Linked DNA regions of Anas platyrhynchos: region 1 is linked to region 2. A link is a contact called in public Hi-C data. All regions are on one chromosome and are shown on one strand. Each heading gives the region's core, a stretch centred on a gene start, on an enhancer-like site or on the middle of the called end of the contact. The rest is flanking DNA. Distances are from core to core; before and after follow the strand shown. Region 1 overlaps AFG2A (AFG2 AAA ATPase homolog A). Region 2 overlaps LOC113839597 (a long non-coding RNA gene).

Region 1 (7,613 bases), core at 2,216-4,715, 480 kb after region 2:
ATAAAAGTGTCACAACTATTTACAAAAGGATGCAAATAAAAATACCATATAAGAGTGAACATTCTTCAGCCACTTAGCTAGTATCCTACAAAACAGCAGGATTAAAAAGTTTAAAATGAATAAAAATATCTTTTTTTATAAGCATTAAGCACTGAGTTAGAGAAACATATTTTTAATATAAAAAACAACTAATTAATAAAAAACATATTACCCCATTGTGAGACAGACACTCCAGGCATAAAAGTAAAGCTCTTTCCCCACACATGTGGAATAACAAAATATTCTCAAATAGACAGACTTCTAGAATACAAGTAAGGCAACCCAATCACCAGTTTGTTCTTTGCAAAACAGCCACAGCTGCAGTAAAAAAAAAAATATAAAAAAATCAAGAGCTTCCTAAGTACAAAGACGTGCAATAAAACCACATGCAAATCCCAGATGGGCAGAAATCAAGGCTCCTCTTCTCCTAAGGTCTGACAAACCTATATCTGTTTACCAATGCATAAGAACATCTCTTCTGACACAACTCAGTCACACAGTCTGCCTTTCTCTACTGTCTTTTACGTGCACAGTATTTTGAAATCTTCATGCAAGCTAACAGATTGAACTTTGGTTTGACTGCCATCTGCTGATCCCACGTTTTGTGAACCTGAGACATCATTTGAAAATGTGCACAAAGCTTTCAACATGTTCTATGTTTTCTTCTTCCAGATCTTGGTTACAAAAAAATAAATATGGAGAATTAGAGGTAGAAGGTATTTATGTTTAAAGATAAAGTAGACCAACTGTCCTGATATCGGTTATGTTTTTGCTAATTTTCAGACAAACAACAAACACAAACAATAACTGTGTGCATGAATACAATGACTATGGAAACAAAAGCATCTAACAAGTCCATCGTGATCATGAAACAGAGAATCAGGTACAACAGCTGCTTCTGAAAGAAAAACCTAACTGTAGCAACTATTAAAAAATAATGAACACATAAAATAGTAATAGGCTACCTGACTACCTTCATACTCCTCTGCAAGGGTGAAAATCACAACAATCTATTTGGCCACAAAAATATTTGATACTATATAAAGTCCTAGTTTCATTGCATTCAAATGAAAAAAAATAACCTCACACACAAAATAACAAATTCACTTTGAGGACTCTCTCATTTTGCTGTTTTCATTCCTTCAAAACAGCTTATACTTCTTGAAGAACTGAACAGGTTGCTGATCCTGAAATGATGGGATCAAGATGAGAATACAATCCAACCCACCAGCCCATTTGGGAGTGACCATACCGTGGATGAGGACAGGACTTCAAAAGGTTTTTCTAACCAAAAATGTTTTTAAGAGTATAACACACCATTATGTTCATATTACTAGTGCTCAAGGATGAAACTGAAGTAGTAAAATGTTTATTCTCCTGTTCCATGTAGGAATGGCTGTCTTGGCTACACAACTTTAGCTTCTATAAGTGTCAGCATGTAGAAAAATCAAGTGAGTATATGTATCCAAGTAGACAGCATTAAAACCAAAGGGGTTCAGAATTGCCAAAAACAATGGCTGTTTCAACCCAGTCTGTATCCATGGTATATTTTTGCCTGATCTGATACTAACCCTAGCCACCTTTTTCTGGTTCCCAAAAGTACAGTTCTGCAAACATTCAAATATCTGCTTAGCTTTAAAGTAAAACATATGCAGAAATGATTCCTGCATTGGAAAAAAAAAAAACAAAAAAAAAAAAAAAAACACAATCTTTCACTTACAGGAAAAGAAAACAGTTACAAAGGTTTGAGTGTGGACTGAAGGAGTTCCAACAAATTTACCAAAGTCCCAGGTTGAGATCTTCTGTATCAGTATTTCTGTAAGATTCATCTGAATAAAAAGAAACTCATGGAAATCTCACCACCAAAAAAAAACAACAGGCTGACATTTGCATAAGGAGTTCAGATTTTTCTACAAGCCCAGAACTTCAGGTGGCACGCCAGGTACACAAATGCTGGTGATTCTGAATGAAACCACAACTCTTATTCTCTTAGAACAGTACTAATTAAAATAATTTCATTTAAAATTTATTCAGTGTCTCAGAACATTAATGGTCCAATTCAAATTTTGTCTTTTTTAAGAACTTAAATTACTTGTGTTGTCACAGCATTGCTGGCAGATCACATAAGAACACACAGTGTTTTATGAAAATGTGTCTGCTTAAACAATTTCTTTATTTGTGAAGTGGCATCTTATGTGAAACATATTCTGTTTTCATGTTCAAAACAAAGATGAAACAGATTCCTGTTCTCTGTAAAACCTGCAAATGATCTAGTACCAAACCTACAAACAAACCTTTGATGCTGGGCAGGGAGGGTTCTTTGCTTTTCAGTCTCTGTCCACTATACATAAAAGTAACCCAAAAAAGAGCATACTTGGAAGCAAGAGGATTCCCCTTCAGTCATGACTCAGACATAGTGGGACTGCAGAGTCATAGAAAAGGGAAGGGTTTTGTTTTTTATGAATGTTAACCAGCAATACTCTTGAGAAGCAGTCACAGAAGAGCACCTAATGCCTCAGTTGTAGTCTCTACAGCAGTTACATCTTGCTTTCATCACGATTGTGATCACTCTTATCTAGGATGCACACAGGATACAGAGGTCTTCAATAAGAAGGTGTCATTCTTCTACAGCTGCTGTGCTAGCCGTCACTGCAGCAAGGAGCACAGCCTATTTCCTCTTCACACCTACCCCTTACACAGTTCCTGCCCTCAGCAACGCTTCTAGGAGAGCAGGCAGATGAAGCAATACCATAAAACACCTCCCTGTTCATGTGAGAGTCTGCATTCTGATAGTAAAATGCACGCACAAGCATGACAAAAAAATACACTAGTTATTTTCTAAACAACAAACAAGTGCACTATTTAGCATACACCAGCACTAGCCAAGCCAGACTTTTCAGTTAAAAAAATCAAGTGTTTGACTTGAATTCTGCCGCACAAAACCAAGCCATTAGGAGTAAAATCCTGTGAAGACAATGTTTCTGGGTGAAGAATGTGATCTGCACTCTAGCTCTCCTGGGGACCACATTGCTTCTAAGCATAGGCAAGGAAGTTCAGAGAACCACAAAGAGGAACCAGTGGGGAAATTTAGGATGAAGCCAGTTACATTTCCTCACACCCACTCTAAAGGCATCATTAGCGCATGAAGACAAAACAGAAGCTCAGATATCAGATTGAAATAGTACTTAAACACTAAACCAAGTATTTAAAGACTTTAACACACTTCAATATTTAATGTATGAAAGAATGTGTTCCAATTTAAAAGAGAGAATTTTGTAAGCTAGCGCAGAGTACTTGCATTCCTTCATAAAACTAAAATAAATGGCCATTTTATAAGTGCAGTAACATGTTCCAAGGTGTGCGTTTGCCAATTACACACACCTCATATGTTGACTGATGAACACACACACCCTGGCGTGTGTTCTTGCTTACATATCTCACGTGCCTCCCTGTTAAGTAATGGAATAAGACTTGCCTCGCAAACTGGCTAACGCTGCCTCTTCTCGCTCGGTGACTTCTGCAGAAAATATTCACGGCTAAGAAAAACAACTTCTGCAGCACAGTTAAGCTATTTACAATCTGAAATATACTCTCTCTGTCTACAAGACCCAATTCTGTGCTAGCCTCCATTTGCTGTACCATTGTCAGGCGTGCTTTTTCCCCCCAGACTGGGCTGGCATTCAGCATTTTTCTGCACTGGAGCCCACCACAGAGACATGGGTTTTCTTACAGATACCTTTTTCTCACACCAGCTAGTTGCCCCCACTGGCTGGCTGTTTCACCACTACCACCTTCATGAAAAGATGGGCACGCTCATGTTCTCCACACAATGACAAGCTAGACTATGGTATGAAGACAGCCTCCTTCTAGAATATTTTTCCCCTTTGAAAAAAACAAAACAAAAAACTTTTTTTCTTGTTTTGTTTTTCTTATACTTGAAATAGCAGGCTTATTTTGAATAAATGCTGACTAGTGTGCAATTGCTCTAACAGAAAAGTATGCTTTGTAGAAAACAATAGATTTCTCAGCCTGCTGGAAGCCAATCCATGGTTTTTTTTTTCAGTCAAAAGACTTAACTCCAGAGATATAAACACCAGAACCTGCACCTCATGTGGTCATTTCTGACAGTAAGACAGAGTAAAAAGAAAACACATTGCTATGCTTATTGTTTTTCTCCCCTTCCTTTTTGGAACCTTTGTACAATAGAGTGAAGGAATTCAAATTCTCCAAGTTCATTATATTGTGTGATGCTTTATCTCTCACTCTGTTTTCAGCAAGTCCATCTGTGCTTCTCAGGAACTGTCTTCAGCTATCAGCATGCACTGGCAGGGAAGGGGCCTTTCCTATGTTATCTCTCTATAGAAACACAACACAGATCCTTTTGTCTCATCTATTTTTCCTGTATAAAATTTACATCTCATTTATCAAGGTTAATACCAAAGAAATGATATAATACAGGAGCCATGACTTTTGATGAAACTGATGTTACCTTTGATTCAAAGTAACAAGGAGGAAGACTGAGGGTGAAGAACCCTCCAACAATCTCAGGAGACTTTGCAACATTCAATAAAAGTAAATGTGAAGTGATGAAGATGGGAAATTCAGGCTTCCGTTCACATGTAAAAGAAGAGCCTCTCAGATGAACCATTACCACTTCAGAGACAGACTTTCTAGTTTTAACAGTCATGAAAACTTCAGCGTGATGCTTGGCTGCAGTCAAACAAGCAAATCAAGTGTTCAAAATTGCATACTGATAAAAGAGTAAAGAACAAAAACAGAAAGCACCACTATGCACCCATACAAAACCATGTTTCACCCATTCCTTGGACATTGTTTGCAGTCACTCAAATGTATGCATTTCTCTCAAAAAGGATATAGCAGATCTGGAAAAGGTTCAGGAAAGGGCAGCAAGGATGACCGAAGACATAAAAAAGCTTTGGTATAAGGAACAGTTGGCTTTCCTCTCATTTTGCACAGAGCCACCTTGCTCACCTATTCCAGTTTTTCAGAAGTTGACTTATTTTAACGAAAGGATTACATAACTTCATAGCAAGGTGGAAGGGTGTGCACAAGGGAAAGGTAAAGTTTCAGATTTGCATATCAGCTACTCTGAGAGCCAACTGCTCTGCTAGAAACAGAGCACAGAGAAATATACAACTGGGAAACAGACGCATAGCGTGGATTGAAAAGCATAAATCCTGTGTCTTCTGTGAGAAAATAAAAATCATCATCAGCTCTGTTTGGAAACACTCGAGAATACCCACAGAGCTGTTTTGTTGTTGTTTATTGGTGGTGGTTTTGTTTTTTGTCATTTTTTTTTTGACTTGTTGATGAAACATCGACAAGAGCACTGCAGTGATGTTTCACTTTATCTCTTCCATCTGTGAAGTGATAGGTACTTACTTTGCCTTCCCTTCTCTTAGCAGGGTTCTGGAAGGTATTCTGGCAAGCAACACAGAACCATATTCATATACACATGCCATAGTGTCTAAGCCAGCAATGGCTGCAACCCTCTGAAGAAACAGCCCGGTGTTTCAACAGGTTTATTTACCTCTATTTATCATCATACTTCATTAGTTCTCTGCCTCTTTGTCTTCACCTAAAAAAAAAACCCTCTGGTGGCACTGAAACAAGTTCTGTCATCCTTCTCTATCATCTTGCCAACCCAGTTTCCAAACACAGTTTCCAAAGCAAAACTCCATGTACAGGAAAAAACAAAGCAGATGTGGGGAAAAAAAAAAAAGAAATGGAGGGGCATAGGAATGAAAAAGACTTGTTTTTACAAAGTTACAGATGCTGATATGAGTTTACAGGGAAAAATACCAGTAGTTAGCAGTGTGAACTTAATGTGTACAATTAATTTCAAAACGGATTTTTCTCTTCCCCAAAATATCTTTTTATAATATGTTTTTTATGTTGGAATTATAATTTAGAATGAAGATATTAATGGAAAAATGAACTCTGCATCCTATCTGAAGTAGCAAGAGCTGTTTTAAACTGTTTTCTGTATGCCTGGCATAAACATGCTTCTCTGTAACACAAAGCTTAATTCACCATGGATGGTGTGCACTTGCAATTACAACAAAAGAAGTAACTACACCCTGTTTAATTAAATTCTTCAGGTAAGTAAGAACGTGTAACAGACTCAAGCCCCGAAAGGAGCAGTCACTTCAGATTTTCAGAAGTGAAGAGTGGACTCATATCAACCATTGCTTGGCATCACTGAATCAAAATACTCATTTGGCTTTCAGACACTTCTCTCTCAATTGACTTCAAAGACCTTGTAGTCTACATGGTTTTCTAGGCTACTTCAAAAATTTAGGAAACTTGTGATTCTGAAACAGTTTCTACAGTTGTAAATACATCAAATACACGGAGCTTCAAATAAGGTTTTGTTATTAAACTGCATTGGCATATGCAACCCTGAGGTACTCTGGTGACCTACAAAATCATTCACCAAGCTTGCACTGATCACAAGAGATGTTAATGTCTCATTTGTATGAGAACAGAGCCCTAGGTTTGTGCTCCTGCACATATGCATAACAAACCTTCCACATACCTTATGAAAATGATATACTATGAATCAATGACTCAGATCGTTCCTTTTTTCTTTAATACTATATTATTACAGTACTGAGTTCATTTAGTTTGATGTTAAAGTCTTTTTAATAACTAAGATCTTACAGAAAGAACACGTTTTTCTTAAACAAACCCATTCTCTTTTGTTGTTATACTTACTGCACACGAATGGTATTTCTACTTGTGCCTAAGCAGTACATGTCAGATGTACAAGACATCAGCTTTTATCACTGCTGGAGCAAATAAAATGTAAAGTTGGAGCTCTTTCAACATGAAAAAAAAAATCAGCTAGTGGAAACTGCCTATAAAGTCCTATTTTTCTTTCTCCCCATAGAAATTTCACAAAAAATATACTACTCATCAACTGAATGGGCTAATGATAACATCCAATATCCATAAAGTACCTTAACCAAAAAGCTTACTGATATCCTTACTGAGAAACAAGTGCATATCAACTAATCCCTACATTCAACAGCTCTTCGGAGTCCCTTACTAATGTAAAAAGTTTGATCGTGTTCCAACTTGCTCATTATAAAGCTCTGAGGTTCAGAGATTTTCTAAGCCTAAAACTAAAACATAAGAGGTCACCACCTTAACGTGTACAAGCAAACAGTGAAACTGTACACCAGCCACCTCCTGCTCCTCTCTCCCAGCACAGTCCCAAGCTGTACTCAGGTGTGATGAATACAAAACCCGGGTTACGGACAATGCTAAGCCTTCTGCTTCACCATGACTTCCATTTTTACTAAAACATTTTTCACTCTATTAGGAGAGAGAGAAATATCAGCACTTATTATTATGTAAAATGATGGGTGACTTCTATAAGGTCACGCATTTAGTAGTTTATGCTATTATGAGCTTTGACCTTCTTGTCCTTTCCAAACTGGCTGCCTGCCTTCAACTGATTTGTTTTGTAATGTTCCAGTCAAAACATTTCAGCTGTTGCATGAGAAGGAGACCAGGAAAAATATGTCGCTTTGTTTATAATTTTTAAA
Region 2 (7,166 bases), core at 1,776-4,275:
GCCATATTAGGTTAAGCCTGGAAGGCATGCATTTAAAGGGAAAAGCCTGCGTTTCTGAACAGCGTGACAGTTTATATTTTTCACATTGGAATATTTTCAAAATAACTATTTTCTAATGGTCTTACACACTTTACATTTGCTCAGTTTTCTTATTATGCACTTCACAACCTTTTACTTTTTTCCTTACCCTTTACTGCACTTTGTGCAATTAAGCCTAGAATCAGTAAAAAGTAAAAGTACTTACATGCATATTTTACTGTAAGCTTGTACCTGGTCCACTTGAAATGAGTGGGTATTAAGGTCTTGCCTAAGTGCTCCATTAAATCATAACCAAGATCCTTGTTCTTAGGCATTATTACTATGAGGACAGGATATTTCACTGTGCTTGGAGATCTTCAAAGCTACGTAGACCTTGCATCAATATGGACAAGCCAGGTTTGCTCATTGGCAGCATTTTCTTCTGGGGTACATTTAGGAAAAAAAAGTCAAAAGGAAAAAAAACAACTGTTGAGACTTCACTGGCATGCAGATTTCTGGATGGCCATGCTGACTCAGCTGGAGACAAACCTGGTTTATAGGGCTGTGAAGTGTCACACACTCCTAAACACATGAAAAGCAACCACTGCAACTCCCTGGTCTGAAATGCAGAACAGAAGCATCTCCTCTTGCAAAAAGATGTTCTTCCCCTCCGTGGCATGACAGAAATACTGCTGGGATAGTAGCATCATATGGTGTGTAGTGTTTCCCAACCAGCTCGCTGTCAGCTCACTAACAAGGGAGAGCTTACTGCGCAATCCTGTGCTAAAGGTGGCCACCACAGCCAGCTCCCTGGGAGCTAGTGGCATGGTGTCCCTTCTCTGAAGCACAGATACCCAAAGTGGTGTCTCTTGGGCAAAATCTGGTGAAATGAGCAAGGGTTGAGAGCTCTCCTGTGCTTGGAACAATCTTGGAGGCCTTTGGAGAGCCAGAACAGAGGCTTAGTTACTTTTGGGGAGTGTGTGATCCAGTAGTGTTTTGTATCTAACTGAGAATTAAGGCATTATCAAAGCTCAGCGTCTGTCTGTCCCTTCTTCAAACTGGTCTTTTCCTTACACCATTATCGCTTTTCTGTGCATTGTCCTGAACTGGAATGCTTATGAAAAACATGATATTCTTATTCCCTTCCTTCTCATCTGAATTTGCTGTATGAACCAAGTCAGCAAACACCCAAATGCTCTTAGACAAAGTCTTTCATGTAGGTAACAGTGGACTTTTTTTTTTTTAGGAGGGCAGTCTGCCAAAGGGTGTCCAATATAAGCTCTTGTAGACAGCAGTTTTTCTACATAGAGCTGAGTTGACAGCTTTCCTCCTGGGATAATCACAATCTTCATTCTTCTGGGACAAAATTGCTTCTGACAGTATAAAACCCAGGACATCTTTGATGTAAGATCTGACTCAAACACATGAATGGTGAGACTACAGAGTCATCCCATTCAAGAGAAAAGGTTAGTGGTGGAAGTGGGATCAGAGGTGCCAGCTGAATTAATCAGACTGGTAAAGTGTGAGGAAGTATCAGTCTATAAAGCTGCCTAGTAAATCTGAGTGCACAGCGTTTGAAGAAAAGTGTCTTTGGACACTAAGCTGGGTGTCAGACTGGGAATAGGCCCTCTGTGTGCGTAGCCCTGTCCTGTTGATATATGCATGCTGCGCTGCATTAAATATTTTGAATGAGCATTTCTCAAAAAGCCCATCTGAACCTTTCGTGCTTGTTGACACAGCGTAATACCCAGCGGCGCGTTGCTCTCCCGCTTTGTCCTCCTTTGGTGGTGAGGCCCCTAGGAGCTGCTGTCCAGGGTGCACCTGCAAGACTTGGCTCTGTTCCCTCACCCTGCCCCGCGGCTGGTCTGCAGAGGGGGGTCCAACAACAGCTTGAGTTTGTTGAGATAACTGTTAATTTCCCCAGGGTGGGACCAGAGGATCTAGAGGAGGATCACACAGCAAATGTTTTGCAGGGGTCATAGTAGCAAGCACTACTATGTTTTTCTTAGAACTTTACTACTATGTTTTTCTTACAAGTTTTTTTTTTTCTCCTCCTTATGAGAAAAACCACTGGGTGGCTCTGTCGGGGAGGAAGTGTGGGTGATATTTCTGTATCTGTGACCATCCCCCAGAAACTGATCTTGTGACTGAGGGAAGGCTGTGCTCCTGAAAAGGGGGAGTCCTGCTCCTGCAGGAGGGGGAGGCCTTTCAGGAGGCTCTCTTCTCATCTCCATCCATGGGCTGGTGGCTATGTGCCACTGCTTGAGCTGCTGTGCCCTAGAGAAAGCGAGGACCCAGGTCCTGTGCGAGTCCCTGGAGCTAAAGTTCATGGGTCTACGGTGTTTTTACGTGACCTGAGATTTCAGTCTGGGCGTCCCGTGCTGTCCAAGCTGCAGTGTTCACCACCACCACGCAGTTCTTACCCCAGTCTGCTTCTGTGTTAATCTGTCCTTCCACTTACTGCTGCCTCTTTCTGTTACTGCAGCATGGCAAGGTGACCAAACCCTGCCTGTGCGCTGTGTGGTGTTGCAGCATGGCAGTGCCTTGCAATCCCTGCCGTGACTCCAGGGAGAGCGTGTTCCCACATGCCTGACAGACCCAGCACCGGTGGGAAGTTAATGAAGGAACCTGGGAGGGTTTAGCTGGTGGTACAGAGCACTGCTCTCACCTCCACGTGGATGTGAGGGCTGTGCAGCTCTCCTGTCCCTGCATGGCTGCAGGTTTGTTTCAGCAATGCTGGGTGGGCTGCGCGATAACCAAAGGCACAGCAGCTAAACGAGACACGCGGTGCCCCACGCCTTAGCAGCCTGGCGAGCCTGCATTTGAGCACCGCTTGCTGTAAAAGGCTGGGAGATAAGACCGAGCATCTAACCCAGAAGCACAAAAGGCAAAGGGCTGTTTTGTGAGCCTTGCAGCGAAGAGCCGGCCGCAGCTCACCAGGGGGCGGTGGAGGCTGTGAGTCCCGGGCTGGCCCCGCAGCCCGGCAGCGGCAGGGGGCACTCGCGGCACGGCCGGGGGCTCCCCACCGCATCCCTGCTGCATCCATCCCCATCGCAGCCCTGCCCTTCTCCCCTTCCCCGCTCGGCGTCGCCCGGCCGCGATGCTCGTCCTGCTCCGGGAGCAGCTGCAGATTTGGGGGGCGCCCGCGTAGCTAAACTAAGGACCGCCGGGTCTCTCCGGCCACCTTGCAGCAGGAATGGAATAGCCAGCAGCTATAAGCTTTGCAATGTGTTGCAGGTTGTTTTCCTTCTTGTTTTTTTTTTAAACTCACTTTTCTTCGTATTACTCTGTGTTTAACCACATGTGCCTTAGCATCCCTGCAAATCTGCCCTAGAAAAGTAACGGAGACTGAGAAGCCAGACAGGAGAAAGCCTGCAGAAATCACTCATACTGACAAGGCATGCACAGGCTTCCCTATACACATCGATATTTCTGCAGCAGGTCTTGAAGTCCTGATTTCTCAAAGAAATGTCTACTCCTCAAGTTTGCTCAGTGCCTTTGTCTCTTATTTGCACTGCTTCCTCCTACGTGCTCCCTGTTCTCTGCTCTCAGCAAGCACAAAGCAGCCCCTGTTCCTTGGTTCAGCACAGCATCTAAGCATGCAAGTAATTTCGTCTCTATTCAGCAAAACACTTAGCCACATGCTTACCTTTAATTATGTACTTAAACCAAGGACTTGTGAACTTGCGTAATGCTCTTATTCTGGGCTCACATTGGACAGCATAGGACTTAACGAGATGCTTAAAGTTAAATAAGTACTCAATGATTTCCTGGATCAGGACCTAAAGAGAAGATTGCTCCACCTGATATTTAAAATTAGATTGTTTAATTTCAAAGTCAGGACATTTCCCCGAAGTCACATCAATTTGCCATAAATAGTTCTGGGAGGCAGTGCCCTTGGGGTCTAATCCAGGCCCCTTTGATCATACTCCCGTTGACGTCAGTGGATTTACATCGGGCCCTGGGTCCCCACAGAGCAGAGGGAAGGAAGGAAGCAAGGAAGGAAGGAGGCAGCTGAGATCACACCCTGTTGCCTGACCCCCAGAGTGATGCTGATGAGAGTCGGCAAGGAAGGCTCACAAGCCTCATCTCCCCTTGGCTGGGAGAAGACCGCAGGAGAGCAGCAGGGTGAGAGCAGCACTGAGCCCTGCAGAAGCCAGGGTGCCTGAAAATATGCACCTACTTCCTCTCTTTAAGTCCTATGCCCCAAATAAAAGATCTCTATTTTGTATGCTCAGACAAAACGTGATGTGTGCTGCATTCCTGTGCACTGCATTTGCTCCTGGAATTAGATGCATTGCATGTAAGCTTTAAATAAGGCAGAGACTTTTGTGTGGGAAATCCAGGGAGCTGACCACTGCCCGTATAAAGTGAGTGTCTGTAGCTGTCATCCTCTGGCACAGACATGGCTTTTGAAGAGCCATTAGTTCTGTTCTCTTCAAAGAGGTGGAATGGATAAATGAGCAAATAAACTGAATTAAAACATATCCATAAATTTGTACAGATTTGTGTGCCTCTAGATGGTAATATATTCATCTACTTCAGGGGAGAAAAAAAAAGGTAAAAAATTGAGTTTGTTTTGGTTTTAAGTGTCTGAGTACGATACTGGAACCATCTTAAAACACACTAAGTACAGCTCAGTGAGGAATTCACACATAATTGTGTGCTCAAATGCTAGCTTTTTTCTTCATGCAAAACATCTATCATCAGAAAGGGGAAACCATCTCATTTAATTTGCATTCCAGGTTACTAAGGAATTCTTTAGTTTGTTGCAGTAAGCCTGTGCAGTGTTTTGCTTAGCTACAGAAGCCAGAGGCAGTTTGTATAATTCCCGTTTCCTGGTTATGTGACATACATAAGTGAAGGGGCAGAACTCGGATAGCTCAATTTACGACTGGATGCAGGGTTTGAAGAGCTATTCCCAAAATCAGAACTGTGAAGGAAGAGCATCTCTGAAGATCAGCTTGTTCTCACCTTCTGTCCTGGTGTTCTTGTGAAAGACCCCTTCATTTATACCTCCAGTTTGTCGTATATGGAGGTTGAATAATAGTAGCTGGTTTTTATTAACAGGAATATGTTTGCAGTGTGTTTTAAGTTGTGGTCAGTGCCTAACACAATCCAGTTCTTCATCTTGCAGTTCTGAGACACTGGAGAAGAGCAGAAGCTCTTCTCTGGGGACCAGTCCCTAGGAAGCATAGGAAACAAATGTCCTGGACTCACTCTTCTGACAGATCCAGTATACGTTCTGCCCTTTTTGGCAGCATTTGCCACACAATGCCTTTTTCCTTACAATTTTCCCTTCAGTCCATTCCTTAGTTTTTCTTCCTTTTCATAGGAGACATTTCCCTTCTACTGTCTGCAGGAATTTTCCTTTCTACTCTTTCTTGCTTCTGCCCCTTCCTCTGCCCTTTATTGTATTCCCTCCCTTTCCTTGTGTCTTTCTGACCACCTTCAGGATCACCTCCCTTGCCTCTTCAGCTGTGCCTTGCTCTGCAAGAAGAAATATCTTGCTGCCTTCTTCCACAGTCTACAAAAGCTGTTTCCAACTCCCCCTTGCCCCGGACCCCACCCCACAACAGATGTCAGGCATCCGAATACCGCCCATCCCCTAGGCTGGGTGCAGGTGGCAGTCGCAGAGCAGATCCTCCCCTCGCTTGCCCTAGCTGTAACCAGCAGGAAGGAAGCAGCTGCTTGCTCTGCAGCTTCTCCTGGCTGCCTGCACGGCTGCCTTTCCCTCTTTGCCCCTGCCAAGGTAAGCACCAGCTCCACTGCTGGCTGCGATACCAGCAGCGGAGAGCTGAGCCTCCCCAGGTCTCTGGCTGCTTTGTCTCCTCATCTCCCTGCTTGAGACTTAAAATATAGAAGGTAGAGGCCTCTTGCAGTGCAAGTAAAATTAGTTGGTCCCTTAAAAGCTTATGTCTGTTTTGCAGTTGGAAGTACTTGATTTTCGCTGTTCATAATTCTTCTTTCCTCCACCCCAAATACTTCAATTAGGGGAGCATCAGTTGTCAGATACTTGTAGAAAACATATGCTAGGGCAGGGATTACACACACAACCTGAAATCTGCTACAAGTCAGATGGATGTTGCTTGGAGGTGTCATACCCTAGTTTCTCATGGCAAGTGTCAGACGTAGAGTCGTATCTGTCCTTTTGCAAACTGATGCTGTGTCTGGCAGCGCCGCAGTGAAGCATTAAGGGATAGGCCTCAGCCGGAAGCCCACATCCAAACAAGCCTCAGCTCTGAAAATGCTCAGTCCTGGGTCCGGATCCAAGCTTCATGGCTCAGGCCCATCTCCATAAAGAATGAGAGAGAGAAATTAAACACCCTGTTCCTTCGGCTGACCAAGATATTATGATATTTTGTAATCATAACAAAAGGACAGCGATGGGGCCAAATTATGTCTTGGCTGTTCTTATGTCCGTCTGTAGGATAGAAAGACGAAAGTCAGATAGGATGAGCACAGTTTAGGCTGTAAGGCAAGTGCAGATACCTCCTCCTGAGAGAGGAGCCCCTCACAGCTTCTGGCTCTACAGGATGGGTCAGGGATGAGTGGCTGGTCCCATTCCTCTGGATCCTGGACTAAGGATCTGCCAGAGCCAACTTTACCAGGGCTCAAAGCTGTAGTGACGTTTGTTTCCTCAACCTTTCCCCTTAATTTATTTATAAACTGCTTTGAAATCAAGCCTGTAGTCAACTGTGCACAAAGGCATGATTACAGACATGACCTTTCCCGAAATGCTGGTGCTTTCCTGTTAGCCCTTCCCAAGCAGGGCACTCTGTACCACCACCCTTTCACTTAATTCGGAAATTCAGCTGAATGCTCTTATATAAAAACACCAGTTTGGCAATCTTGCATCGGGGTTTTGCTTGGAAAGCAACCGCCACCTCAGAGGATCTGTGAACTTCAGTCTTGCAAAAAGGTGTAAAACTGGCTTCCGAAGTCTAGAGGTAATCAAACACTCAGACGCAAAATTACCTCCAATTACAGTACTTGACAACACCAAAAATGACTTAGACAGATGGTTGTTATTACCTCGGGCCCCAGCGAGCTGTGCTGGCACCATATGACTGAACATCTTCCAGGGACTCCTGCAGCTCTTGCAGCAGCTACCCTAATCTCCTCAGCACACTCTCTACAGTTCCTGA

Evidence for each region. Hi-C and Micro-C count contacts between places; a contact is called where the count stands out from the background.
Region 1: a contact with region 2 is called in a Hi-C map of subcutaneous adipose tissue, with 5 times the contacts expected there. The contact joins two enhancer-like sites. A contact is called at or near these places in 4 of 8 Hi-C or Micro-C datasets (liver, skeletal muscle and subcutaneous adipose tissue).

Annotation. Positions count from the first base shown.
Region 1 is chr4:46,197,361-46,204,973 of IASCAAS_PekinDuck_T2T, forward strand. All of the region lies in intron 14 of AFG2A (AFG2 AAA ATPase homolog A), which reads right to left. Among named protein-coding and RNA genes, the nearest start is that of NUDT6, 70 kb to the right of the region's middle. Within about 2 kb of position 3,466, at least 1 of the 8 cell types and tissues checked has an H3K27ac peak or open chromatin away from gene starts, as enhancers often do. A contact at or near this core is called in subcutaneous adipose tissue, where this site is marked.
Region 2 is chr4:45,716,271-45,723,436 of IASCAAS_PekinDuck_T2T, forward strand. The region is part of intron 3 of LOC113839597 (a long non-coding RNA gene); the gene reads left to right. Among named protein-coding and RNA genes, the nearest start is that of ANKRD50, 190 kb to the left of the region's middle. Within about 2 kb of position 3,026, at least 1 of the 8 cell types and tissues checked has an H3K27ac peak or open chromatin away from gene starts, as enhancers often do. A contact at or near this core is called in subcutaneous adipose tissue, where this site is marked.